Regions from separate parts of the Gasterosteus aculeatus genome. Here region 2 is linked to region 1. A link is a contact called in public Hi-C data. All regions are on one chromosome and are shown on one strand. The core of a region is the stretch at or near the end of the contact, and the rest is flanking DNA. Distances in the headings are between cores, read along the strand shown. Region 1 holds the start of ptprub (protein tyrosine phosphatase receptor type Ub). Region 2 has its middle 30 kb from the start of paqr7b.

Region 1 (6,757 bases), core at 2,895-5,394:
TGTGCGTGTGCTGGAGCTGCGCGGTCTCCTGCTCATTCTTATCCATTCTATAAACACCGGTTCATCTGTGTTAAATGATACATTTCCCGGCATAATGAGTATAATAGTACTGTCATTTTCGATGAGTACATCGAGAGGATAATTTGCAGCTTATGTGTAATACATACAGCTTTCTTGTGAAAAGGAGCTCACTCTTTCATGTTTGAGAGAATTTCGACTTTTTCCTGTCTTTTGCTCTTCACAATGCTGCTAACATTTCTCTGCTGGAAACCCGGCTCCTCGTATTACATCAGGCAAGTCCAGACCGGCTCGCTCGCACTCAGACACCAAACTTGCAGGCGACAGACGTTATGCCACTTTGATCAAATTTAAGTCAAATCGACCTGCCAGAGTTTGAAAGATCAATACCGCATTATTAACACCTGGCCGAGGAGCTCGCACCCCGGCCCTCGCTGCGAAGAGGAAAGGAAGAGGACAAGCCGAGGAAGCACACAGGACGCTGGAAGTCTCACATTTACACAGAGGAGCCAAAAGCGGCAGCGGCAGCGGCAGCTCCGGCCACTTGCAGCATCAGCGCCAGGGTTGAGTCAGTCAGCACTGCGGGACGTTCTTTGCATGGCGAGACTTGCGTGCAGAGATGCGCTGGGATGCAGAACAAAACTACAACAATGTGAAATCAAATTAAATCCTCTACTATAATGAATATGGTACAACACGGACAGCCCAGACATGTTTTAAATGACTCACTTGTAGGTTGGTTTCAAGGCTTTTTGTGGTCATGGATTCGCCACACGCGACAGAGGAGACTCGCAGCAGGAAGGACGCTGCTTTTAGGGAATGCCGTCTCCTCAAACAGCTCTTTTTCTGCACTAGAAACATGACTCTCAACCTGCGTGACCTTTTCCAAAAGCAAACAATCCTCCACCTCAGTAGGCCACGTCTCGCAAAGCGATCGGCGGCAAAGAAAGGAAGGCTGCGGCTGATTTAGAAACGGTAGTAAGAGATGATTAAACAAACGACAACCACAGCAGGACAACAGAAGGATCCGTTGAGCACCATCATCGCAAGTGTGAGCTTCAGTATAACGCAGAGAAACGTCTACTCACTCAGCAGAGCCAAATCTAAGGTGAGATGCATGCAAGAAAAGTGAGAAATGAGACCAGCTCCAGACAGAAGAGGGGCCTGATTGGTCACGGGCCGCCAGCGGTGAGGCGTACCGATCGCTGCGCGTTGACATTAGGTGTAATTACTTCAACACATACATTAGATGGAGGCATTTCATCATCCAGTCTTGTGGGATGAGTGAGCCAATCAGGAGACGTCTGTCCTCCACATTGCAATGGATCGGTTACAGGAACTGGGAGAGGCGCGCTGCAGACCGGAGGACTGCTCTCATCAGCCCCCTGTTTAATCACTGCCTCGAGGCCTTAAGGAGAGAATGGACGACACACGAGTCCTGCTGGGACCTCAGCTGAACACAAAACACCCCGACAATGTATCGGAATAAATCCCTCTCTGAATCGCTGAAGTTTTCCATCTGCTCTCTGAATCACTGCCTCGTCAAAGATGGAAATCATCCAGTCCTCTCAGGAGTCTGATTTAGGACCAATCCCTACCGCCCCCACCGTCTATCCAGAGATGGTGGCCTGGCTCCTGCAGGGAACTCTTCCGCTTTCTGGATTTGCTGCAACTCTGCGGTGCAGGGGAACATTTTCCACATGATTTTGCCCAAAAATTATTCTCAAAGGCATTTTTCTTTTAGGTATAGCCTTCTGGATATCACTGTCGATCTCTTAAGGGTTTGTCTCCTGCCTGTTTGCTGCATGTATCAGTGTTTCAGTTCACCTGTTACTGGGAAATCATTACAAAAATGGTTATTTGGTAAATGTCACTGTGGTTCTAATTTGTTTATATGTAAAATAAACGTGAAGCCCGAATTAATGATTCATTCCATGCCTTGCTTTAACTAGACAGTCTGGGCCTCACAGTCCTTTTCATTTCAACCCAAGTGTTATCTTATTCAGTGAAATAAGCAAAACGGATATTCCGCCTTCACTTTTGCTCAAACAGGGGAATGATACAGGGGATAAATACACCACTCAGTTGACAGCATTTGCTACTAATAGAGAAGACAACTGGTTAGTGAACGAGCATTCGATTCCCATAAGAGACGACAAATGAGTGAAGGTGTCACATCGAGTTGTATAGAAAAAAAAAAAAAATCAACAACACACAGGGATACAACCGGAAACTGGACTTGCATAACTTCTTTGTGTCTGAGAGAATATGATGCGGATGTGATGCGTCCCGTGGAGCAGAGGGCCTCTATATTTCACAGGCTTCAATAATTTCCCTTGTCCCGAACTGACAGCCCCAGACAGACGGCGGCCGGAGCAAGAAAGAAAATATGGATTACATCTCCCGGGAAAAAGGCAAGCAGTCCCCAGCGGAGTGCAGAGTCAAGGTGTGGTCCTCACACAACCACGGCAATAACGACAGGAGTGTTAATCAAAAGTCCAGGGTGCATTGATGCTCCTTCATTTCCTCCTACAGGATGAAGGCAGGTGGAGGAGCATTAAAAAGGAGACGGGCCGACGGGATCAGAAGCCAGGGAAACAAGCGGCGTTAACTATTAGCCGCTAATAGGACGGTAAAGGCGCAGATGGCGAGGCTCGCAACACTCCAGTAAACAAACTGAAAAGCCAACAGCATGTCGATTTCAGTAGACAGCCGGAGTGGAGCGGCAATGTTCCGTTCAGCTCCTTTAATTACCTGTGTGAGATTTAATCCTTCACATGACTCAGCCCATTCCTCATGATGATCTGCTCCATTCAACCTGACTTTACACATGCTGCCGGCATGCTTTTGTTGCTTTGTTTACTTGAAGTCGCAAGTGTTATGCAGAGCGTTAGGGTTTCTCGTCTTTTCAGTTGAAGCCAGTGGGGAATACGACTGGTGGGGTTTGGGTTATGTTAATGAGACAAAGACACTCAAACAGGCCCACGTCCTTTTAAAGAAAATCATAGACCAACATGGCCCTGTTAATACATTGCACGGTGGCAGAAGTCAGGGAATAAAAGGAGATGTTGAAAACATGAATAATGGTCTGACAGGGTCTATCGTGTGTCAATCCTATCAAAGATATTTTACCACTGCGCCCCTTTCTTTCCATCTCTCCGATATGAGGCGGATTTCAAAAACTGGAAAATGGGAAAATGTCAGAGTATGTTTCTAAATGTCACAGGAATGGCCTGATTTTAAGCATTTCATCTGAAAAATGCATTCTTGCCCTCTAACAATCAAGCACAAAACATACACACACATATACGGATATGCGACCATGACAGTGTGGAGCAGCTCCAGGTTTGGTCTGTTAGGGTTTAGGAGATTCACCGTTAATATATCGACTAAATTTAAACTGAATGAACTGAAGCTCGTGGGGTTCATTGCGTTTTAAGGGGGGAATTGTCGCTCTGAAAGAACTGATTTCTAACTTTGGATCACAATGTGAGAAACATTGACCGCTACCTTTAGAAATGCTTGAAAAAAAAGAAAGAAAAGGAAAGCAGCGTAGTGCAGAATATTGTTTTGTTTATAGGAAAATACAGACTGAATGGCACACACAGCTTCGCAAAGTTATTGTAGAATTGGACAATCGGTTCGGGTGAAAGGATGAAAGGATTAAGTGTAGCGCATCACAGGAGAGCCGCACATAAAGGCAGGAACGCGTGAGAGAAACGAGGAATAAAAGTTGCCACCTGAACCAAACTCGCCGCACTTTAGCGTTCAGTGAACTTCGTCCACTCGTTAAAACTTCCCAAAATGCACCGAGGACATCGAGGTGAACGTCCGCCTTACCTGTTGGCCCCTCAATGCCATCGGCGTAGATCTGAACAGTCAAAATCAGCAGGAAGGCGCAGGTGTTCATCGTGCGGCTCTTTTAGTCCACTTTAAAATGCGCAGAAGAAATCATTTCATTCACCGCGTGACGTCCGGGCGCTCGAGCGGCGCAGCGCAGTCCGTCCGCTGTCCCCGTCCTCACTGAGGGGAGTTTCGGAGACACTGGAGGAGACAGGGCAGAGCTAGTTCTGCAAACTGACGTCAGGGTAAACAGTTCAGGGGAGAGATTTCTTTCTTAGGACCACTTCCCCCCCTCCTCCCTCCTCCAGCAGCAGCTTCCATTTCCCCGCTGATCCAAAGTGTGAGCCGGGCGCCTCCAAGCGGCCGAACCGCGCAACGACACGGTGATGTTCAAACGTCGGCCGAGCGGAACACGGTGTGTGTGTGTGTGTGTGTGTGTGTGTGTGTGTGTGTGTGTGTGTGTGTGTGTGTGTGCTGTTACACACCTGCATCTCTGCAGGTTAAAGGAAAGTCTTGCCTTGTTACTTCAAATTTAAAGATATTCAGGGTTGGGATTGAATTAGCTTGTCCAATTAGTCCCGGCAAGAACTTCCTCTCGATATAATATATTTCAGGATTCAGACTAGTTTTGGTAAAGGTGTTGACTGGCTGTGTTTAAGGGTAAGACGCTAAAGAAGACATGTAATGCAAAGTGTCTTTGTGGATCGGCGGGTATCTTGGTGGGGATCAGGTGCTGATCTTTACTGCTGCCTTTTCATCCATGGCTCGGCTTGCTATTAAATATTTCTTAGAATAGTTCAGAAACTCTTAAAACCTGTCTACACGCACCCAGCAGCACAGTTACAGGATTATGAGTTTGACAGCATAGGTTAAGAAATACTCACGCGTTTTTAAACAGCATATCAGCTATCTGAAGTCTAATCAATACAGCGAAATACAACGTTTTGATTCATATGAGCTGCTTTTTTGCAGCAGAGGTGGGACAAAAGATTATATTGGAACAGGACAGATGGCTGAGCATCGCCTTCCCACCTGCTCATGACATGTGCAAAGCATATTTCTCTATGCATTCGACAGTCTGACATGTGTGCATTGAATTTGCATTTGATGAGGTTCTTCTCACAGTTGAAGTATACCTGAAACAAATCACTCTTGACTTTTATGTTCATGGTTGTGTAACTACAGCAAGTCACTTTGACATGTAGAAATGTTTTCTCCGGCATGTGGGAGTCCTACATAACATTTAAAAGCATCCAGAAGCATTAGTTACGTACGACATTATGAGTTGGTGGACACTAGTCTATTGCTGCAAGTTGTCTTGCGTTGCATTTCATTACATCATTACTCAGCCTCTGAGAATCACCGGTGATATTGTTGCAGGTGCTGATGCAGCAGTCCCTCTGCATGAACCAAGCTGGTGGCAAAACTTGGCCCAACCTAGAATCCCAATTGGATCAAGATGCTATTATGCAAACTATTCATCATTCATTTTGTTGTCTTGACTCAAATATTAAAGCTGTGGATTTAATTACAGGGGGCCCACTGACGCATCTAAAATGCTTCAAATATCCGAACACGTCTCTAATGCTGTTAGCCCCAGATGACAGATGAACGATGGGACGCTCCGTAAATTACCTAATTGAACCAAAGAAGCACAAGCTAACACCTGTAATTACACCTGCTTGAGGCAAGCCAGCCTCTTTCAGAGCTGTTATTCAGGGCACAGAGTAGTATTTTATTTTTTTAACTCAAGAGTATTTTGGCCTTAATCCATTTAAATGCAGGGTTATTTAATTTGCAGTTAAAAACCCAAACACTGACTGTTTGAATCCAACAACAGAACAGGCATCAGCATTATACTGACAGCTGCACTACGATGGAAGTCATTTCATCGAGTATTTCAACACCTGCCACTCATGACTCCTCGCAAACAACTGAATCTGCACAGGCAGATTTTATAACAACGTACTATTTGTTCTAAAAGACGTTGCCGAAAGCTGGCTATCAAACTATTGCTGTCTATCACACGGTCTCTGCATGCAGCGCGGAGCTTCAGAGGGAAATGAACAGCAAATCACACGACAGCTGTTGGAATGCCCTTTGCTTTTTTTTAATGTAAAAGGGATTCACATCAGGGGATCGCTGATCCTGTGACAGAGATGAGAAGTGTGGTGTGATGTGTGACTCAGAGGAAGGATAAACAAAACAAATCCGTCTGCATGTCTAATATATTGGCTTCCTGCAGGGAGCACTGTTCACGTCACAAAGTCATCAACGCCAGCGTTTTACAACTATTATCCACAAGCTGTTTGTGTTAAAGTAACAGACATAAAGTTGTTTGTTCTTCATTTTGGACCATTTGTGTCACTTTTCTGTGCATTATGTATTTCTGTCCTGTTCCATTCTTTCTTTAATAAAACGAAAGAGATGAGTAAAATTGCATTATGTCTTTGCAGCACATGTTATTGTCAACAGTCACAATCAGCTAATGTATAGTTCTCACTGTCAAGCATTATAGTGCAAAGATGTTAGATGGCTCTCGAGCTCTATGAAAAAGGCCTAAAAAGACAATGATGAAGAAATACTTCAAATATCGAATCCAAATTTGATCAAATTCAACATGCAAGCGTAACTTGCAAAATATTAGTTATAAAAGTAAAACATTTGCAACATTGCAGCTATCTTTCAGACAAAGGAAAATAGTATCACCAAATATCAGAAATAGAACCAAATATTGTATTTACAGAACTACAGGTTTCTTAAAAATGTAATTTGATCTTTATTAAGTTTAAAAATACAAACACAAAGTACTGTTCCTAAAACTATACACAGTAGACAAAATATGTTTGTGTTTTAGGACTGCAAATAACCATTAGTTTAATTATTGATTACGGTC
Region 2 (6,757 bases), core at 2,827-5,326, 200 kb before region 1:
TTCATGCGTAAAATTTGTGGGGGGCATCTTCAACATGTCATTATTATTCTATTTCTCAATACCACAGGAAAGATGTGCTTGGATCTGTGTTTAAGCAGAGAAAAACTAGTTCTGCTCAAGAAGACTAAAACAGTGAAGACGTCGCAGTAAAAAAATCCCCTCACATCGTTACGGTTCCACACTGAACTGCACACTCTGGTCCTGCTGCAAAGGCTGAATGGCTGGAATGGACTGTAGTTTTTTTTGATTGACCTGTTTCACTGAGGTGTCAGCAGTTTGCCTTTAGTTCTAGAGCCGTCTGCTGAGACCCTTCGACATCTCTCCTCTTACGCTGCTCATGTTTTGACCCCATAGCGCCTTCGGGGTCAGAGGCATTGTCTCAGCCTTCACTCGGATGCCATCGTTAAGCTAAAAGGAATTTAAGTTACTTTTTTCCTCAAGTTTGTTCCAGAGTGTGTAGCGTTATGATCAGTATGTTCGTGTTTTTGTGTTTAAAATCATGCATTCATGGTTTTGCCATCTGTAAAGCCAAAGTGGCTTTGGCTTCCGATGCTGAACTGTCCCTGTGCAGCTATATTGTCATCAAGAATGTCACCTGTATAAGCCAGGAAGATAGTTCCTTTCTTTTCACTGAGGTAAAGGGAAAAGAATAGATATCATAATGAGATGTGCTTCATTAAAAAGGGGGCTAATGGCTGCTCTTTAACGCGAGTGTGGGCCGCCTCTGCAGACATTAGTGCTCTACACTGATTGCTGCTGCAGCCTCAGCATCACTTAACTTTACATTAAATCGGCCTGCGCTCGGCCTCCTTTGAGCTGGGGCAAGAAGGAGAAACCAGTCAGCAGCCTAATGAAGGCAAAGGGACCTGTTCTCCTTAGAAGAACGTAGATGCATGTCTGGGGAATATAGAAGGTGAGGCATTTGTGAGAGAAAGAGATGGAGCAAAGGAGAAATAATTACTTCAAATGCCAGAACTTACTTTTTACTCCATGCTGTTTTTTAATGTCAAAAAACACTCACCTAAATGATGTAATTAAAATGAGATTTTACAGAGATGTTATGAAACACATTTCCCAGCATAGAAAGTTGTATTCAGTGCAACGGCATGCGTCACTGTTTTGAATTGCACAAAAAACGAATGAATTCTGGAAGCAATGGGCTCATGGACAGCTACCAACTCCAACTCGAGGCCACACAATTAGAGAAAAAAGGCTTTGGAATGAATAAAATAACTTCTCAGTCAAAGGTATTCTTTTGAAAAGATCAACATTTATTCTAGAAAAATCTCCACCTTAGCAGACAGAATACCGAGCCACTTTTCGTATTCATGATTATTTTCTCACACACTTTGGGGGAAATTTGAAAGGATTGAAGAGGCTTGCTTGATGATAGCGCCTGAATCCTACCAGACACTATTGTCTTTCTCGTTCACACGGATTCAGACAGCCATTGTCTCAATCTCGCTTTTTTTTTAATCCGTGGTTGGAACACTTCATCATCATCTGTTTTTCATTTTTTCTAGATTTCACACATCTTACTGGTTTGATCACTAAAAAGAAGTTTGAAGTCAAAAGTTTCTTAAGGACGTATGGGAAGGTTCTTCGTTAACAAATATTTGACTAAATTTGTATTTTATTTTGCAAAAATCAACCAGCCAGCATAAGAATCCAAGGCTGCAGCCACGAAATGAAGTGATGGACATTTTGTTAGCCAACTCTCAGAATGTCCTTGAGCATGACAGCAGGCATAGCCAACCTCTCCATCGCACACTGGTGTTTGGTTTAAGCCCCATGTAAAGGACAGAGGAGGTGTTCCCGTGCACACCTCCTGTATTGACTGGGAGATGCAACGGAATCATTGATCACTCCGCTGACCGGTGAATATTAAAGGCAATGGTTGGCATCACAACGGGAGAAGAGCTGTAGCATATTTATCAATTGCCGTTGTGACAAAGGCCTGTTATAAAAAGGGGATGGTGAACATAATTACATTCCAATAAACGTGTCATCCTCGGCTTTGGAGAACATCACCATAACTCGTTTCTGCTTCACATGACTTCCCTGCTGTGAGATTCTCAAAACCTCATTCTAACATGCAAATGAGGCTGCCGCTCCAAGGATGCTGTAGCATATAGTCCCATTGAAGTGCTTGATAAAAGCAATTTTTCGCTGCACGCTTTGTAGATATGTCCCAGGGTTTTGATACTATTACTGATAATAATATTTGGTAAGATGCTTTTCACTCGTTTTGATTATAATGCACACACCTCATTCATACATATATTTTGGGTATTGTTCAGTGGAGTGTTCAGTCACTAATGGGTTCACATCTTAGTTTGATGCAGATGGAAGGAAATTAGCCCCATTGTGATTTACATTATAAATACATAATTACATTTTCCATTCAATTCATTTTGCTAAGCCCCAAATCACACATCAATTTTCATTAAAAAGCTTCACAATCTGTACACGTGCAACATCCTCTGCCCCAGAAACCTCTCACCGGCAGCAGAACAACAGAAATGATTCAAATAGTGGTAGAAGTAATCCAGATAATACCTTTAAAATAGCGTATAATATTAACAGCTGTAGTGGTTGTAACAGAATAATAATGATAGCAAAGGTAGTAATGGTGTCAGCAGCACTAATGGACTACTAATAATTATGGTAGTAGCAGTTAATGTCAGACTCGACCGCTGCAGGAAAAACCAGCTGCTGGACAAGCGTCCAGATATGTGGGAGGAGAAAGCACAGAGACGCTGATCTTCAAATGTCAACTTTAATGCACTCGGTCTTGGTTGATCCCCAGTCAGGTTTTATTGGTTTCAAATTATTGTAGATTTAAAAAAAATGTGTATACGTGCCGGATGACTGCCTCGTGTGACTGAATTGTGTTGTTGTGACGTAAGATTCTTCTCACGTTGTTCACAAGTCTATTGTGAAAGAGATCTTAATGTTAAAGACACAAATATGTATAAAAAAAGGGGAAGAAAACAACTCCATATTTCTGAATCAGAAACACAAATCTGTCTCTGCTGTGAATCACACACAAGTACAGAGAATAAAGATGTACTTGGAGCAAAAAATATACAGTTATATGGTAATTATTATAGACAGTGAATATATAGTATCATTTGGCAACGAGCGGATGTACGCGCAGTGTTACTATTGGTGGCAGAATATTCCAATGTAGTACAGTAATACCATCCTATAAAAAACAAGTCGTCTAAACGTGGTCTTCAACAGTGCGGGTATGAGCTTTACGGCCATGGAATGTCCCGCTTTACTGTCTGCTTCCGCATGGTGCAACTGTTAAAACACGACTCAGTTGTTGCAGAACTTGTTGCTCTGATGTGGCACACAATGATGTTGACGTAAAAAAAAGCACAGATGCAAACAAACACGGGCAGACAACACCCACGGCTCTGAGTGCACAAGTGATGTGAAACTGAGATCATGCATGAATATGCAGAGCGAGGACGAGAGAAACAAGGGGAGGTAAAAGAAATGCAGCCGAGAGGGAAAGCAGTCGAAATGGAGGGACACATCCGCCTGTGGGGATCTGCGTTCCTGTTTTCCGTCTTTCCAAGCAGCCTTTTCTCACGTTGTTCCACCAATTGTTATCAACCGTGTCCGAGGGCAACACATTGGGTTGGTTAACTACCCAATATGGGGCAGAGTGTAGACACTGAAAGCACAATGCTTTTTCTTTAACAATGCTGCAACAATGAATATGCTAACAGCTAACAGCTTCCTTTCTGGAAACAACAAAAAAACACTTGTTCAACTGAAATAACAATTCTTATGAGTGTGTGTGTGTGTGGGTGTGTAGATGCCCTGGGCTGCGTGTTAATCTGCCATGTGGCAGATAAAGCTATTTCCATACAACCTTCCCGACCTGCACGTCCACAGTCTGCACGCCTACTGACCTGACCCTTCCAACAACAACATTTATATCAATTTGCGTCCTTTCCTGACTATCTGCAGTTATTTAACACCAACTTCTTAATGTTCCCACTGCTATAAGTTTAGGACTCAAGCTCTAACAACCACTCCCTCCTCTCATTAGAAAGCCTGCCAAGATACACTTTTCATAAGAGCCTGTCACACGCTCAGACTTGCTCTCAGCCAAACGAAGATGGAGGGAACCTGAGAAAGATTTTTTTCTGCATGCACACGGTTTCGACTTTGTCCTTGTCGAATTCAAACGGTCTGTCACCAATCGGAGCATGTATGGTTGCGTTTGTGCGAATTAAACTCTTCGTTTTGCACCAGAAACCTCGTTGCCAAGTGTTGCATCTTCTTTCCCAGGTCATACAAAATAAGCTGAACATTTTCAGTGTAAAAGGGCCTCTCCACTAAATGCTACTAATAAAAAAGCAGTTACTTGGGGCGCTGCACTTGCCTTTATTTATGTCTCCAATCAGATTGCTCTGAAGCGCTCAGCGTTGAAAAATAAAATAATAAACATTGCTTGGACCGTCAGTTGTGAGTGTTTTAAGCTGGTAACTCTGCAAGTGCTGAGTCAGAATACCCAAGTGCATTGTCTCCTTCTGTTTGTGCATACAAAAGGAAAATGGGTGTATTTATGGCATCTCCTCTGACACGTTCTTTAAGAATTCGTCGATTGCCATCTGTAAATCATTCCATGGAACCCGCTCTTCTCAACAGGAGGAACAATTTGAAAGATGAAGCTGCTACAGGCATTTTAAGACGAACAACAATTTCAGTGCAAGAACAATACGCAGAGGTGTTAAAATATTCAGCAGAGCCCGCAAACAGTCTTTGGCTCTCCCTGGATTACTGTGCACTGAAATATGCAACTGATATTGGCAAAGGAGCAACTGCATCAGCTTACTCTAAGTACTTGGATTAAACGTCTTTGCATGAAATGCTAATATTGTCTAGCAACTAGTGTGCATTGACACAAATATTGTCACAAAACATTTATATAAAATATGCGTACAAGCATTTCAACACAATAATGTGTTTTACCTCTCTATTTTGCTTTGCAGGGTTTTGTAATGGATCATGATTCAAAGACCTCTGACTTGAATCAACACAAAGCGCCACGGCAACACTATCTTTGCCTGATTGCAATATGGTTAAAGCCATTGGAAATGAGTTCTTTAAAAATGCATAGGATTAAGAGGGAATGGTTTGCTGCAGTATCAATCAAGCTGAACCAAGTGAGTAAATGGACTGAGGCGAAAGGAAATTTGACGCATGGCAATTTCCACCGACGGGGCACAATAGTTGTGCCTCTTTCTTTCTGTAGCCACACGTGCCTGTGTGGGATGTTGGTGGTAATGGTCAGCAAGGTCGTTATTTAATGCTTTCAGCCCAGCATAGTCAGTCAGTTTGAGCAAGTGGGCTGAAATGTACTGCAATGGAAATAAATGCTTTCCCCCTGATTATCGGCATTGAGACATCACGGCAGAGTGGGTGTCCTTGGTTTCCATCACATGCGAAATGTAATTCAGTTAAATCTGTTTCCAGAGGAAAAACAGGTTGTTTTTTGTCTTTTTTTTTGTTCATGCCGTCAGTGCACTTTGGCACTTCGGTGATGAGACGGCTACTCTCTGTGAAAATGCTCAAATGTGATTCCTGTGTTATCTGCAGTACCAGATGACATCTATCACTTAAAATGTGCTCCTGCATCCCTTCGGCATCAGGGCTTTATATGCTTACACACATTTGTACAACTAGATAGTCAGAGAATGCCAACGCCTGGATGACTTTTAAAAGAGGTTTTCACATCACGACCAGCAGATCTGGAACGCCATGATGGTGAATCATGTCAGAATTATGCAGCAACAGAAAAACAATCAATATTTTGTGGTCAACTGTTTAAATAGAGCGAAATGAATGCGTCTGCAGGGATGCAGATATTATTTTCTGTGCAGCTCTTTGACTTAAAACCTAAAACCCCTCAGAATATTGGGAGAGATCTGTAAGTCATCTCTGGTTGAATCAGTTTTTCTCCATGCTGGCGGGATGTAGAAGTGATCTCAGTGAACCACCCACCACTGTTTTTATTTACCTTCAGGTTCATGACCTAGAAAATATGTCTACCTTACTTATTTATTCAGTCGGTGCTGTAAATGATCATCTTCCTAAAGGTCACAGCAGGCAAGTTCTAACTTTCAAGTTCTTCTTCCTACTGCTGTCCGTTCGTAAGACGAGATCCAGGAGTCTAACCAAACCCACACAAAGACGCACAAACAACCCCCCCAAACACCCACACAAAACAACGCCACACAGAAAATAAAGAAAGAACAATGTCACATGTCACAAATTCAATATAAGTTTGAACAATGAGTTGGTGATTTAAATGCTTGAGGTGGTAAAACGATACTCTGGATAATGTCTCATCGTAATAACAAAACAACATACAATCAAAAATGACTGAAATAGAATAGAACAAGTAATGGAATGATTAACAGACGAGAAGATGGTAACGAGGATAAAAGCACTGAAATATCCAAAGAGAAGAAAAGCCAGCAACTACAATACCAAGGCCACATTACTGGACGTGTGGTAAACATCTACTGAATAAATATTTACAGCTACTCCATTCATTTTTTTTTTCAAGATGGCAAACTTGAGATTTCCAATTTATTTTCTCAGAAACTAAATAAAACAACTCTTGCCCCAAATAAACTCCAGCCTGATGAATACAAATTCATATAATTAACTATAATTGTAGAGGCACGGTGGTATTGTTGGAACCTGACGTGGGTGATATTTGATCTAG

Evidence for each region. Hi-C and Micro-C count contacts between places; a contact is called where the count stands out from the background.
Region 2: a Hi-C map of tail fin shows a contact between it and region 1, with 4 times the contacts expected there. The contact joins the enhancer-like site here to the promoter of ptprub in region 1. A contact is called at or near these places in 5 of 6 Hi-C or Micro-C datasets (liver, skeletal muscle, tail fin and 1 more).

The regions. Positions count from the first base shown.
Region 1 is chr20:11,510,143-11,516,899 of fGasAcu3.hap1.1, reverse strand. It overlaps ptprub (protein tyrosine phosphatase receptor type Ub), which reads right to left and starts at 4,144. Exons shown (of 29, transcript XM_078095254.1): 1 at 3,859-4,144. The coding sequence starts at 3,928. LOC120810248 (glucocorticoid modulatory element-binding protein 1) reads right to left here. Exons shown (of 10, transcript XM_040164647.2): 10 at 5,950-6,757.
Region 2 is chr20:11,708,775-11,715,531 of fGasAcu3.hap1.1, reverse strand. No RefSeq gene overlaps it. Among protein-coding and RNA genes, the nearest start is that of paqr7b, 30 kb to the left of the region's middle. Within about 2 kb of position 4,076, at least 2 of the 9 cell types and tissues checked have open chromatin away from gene starts, as enhancers often do.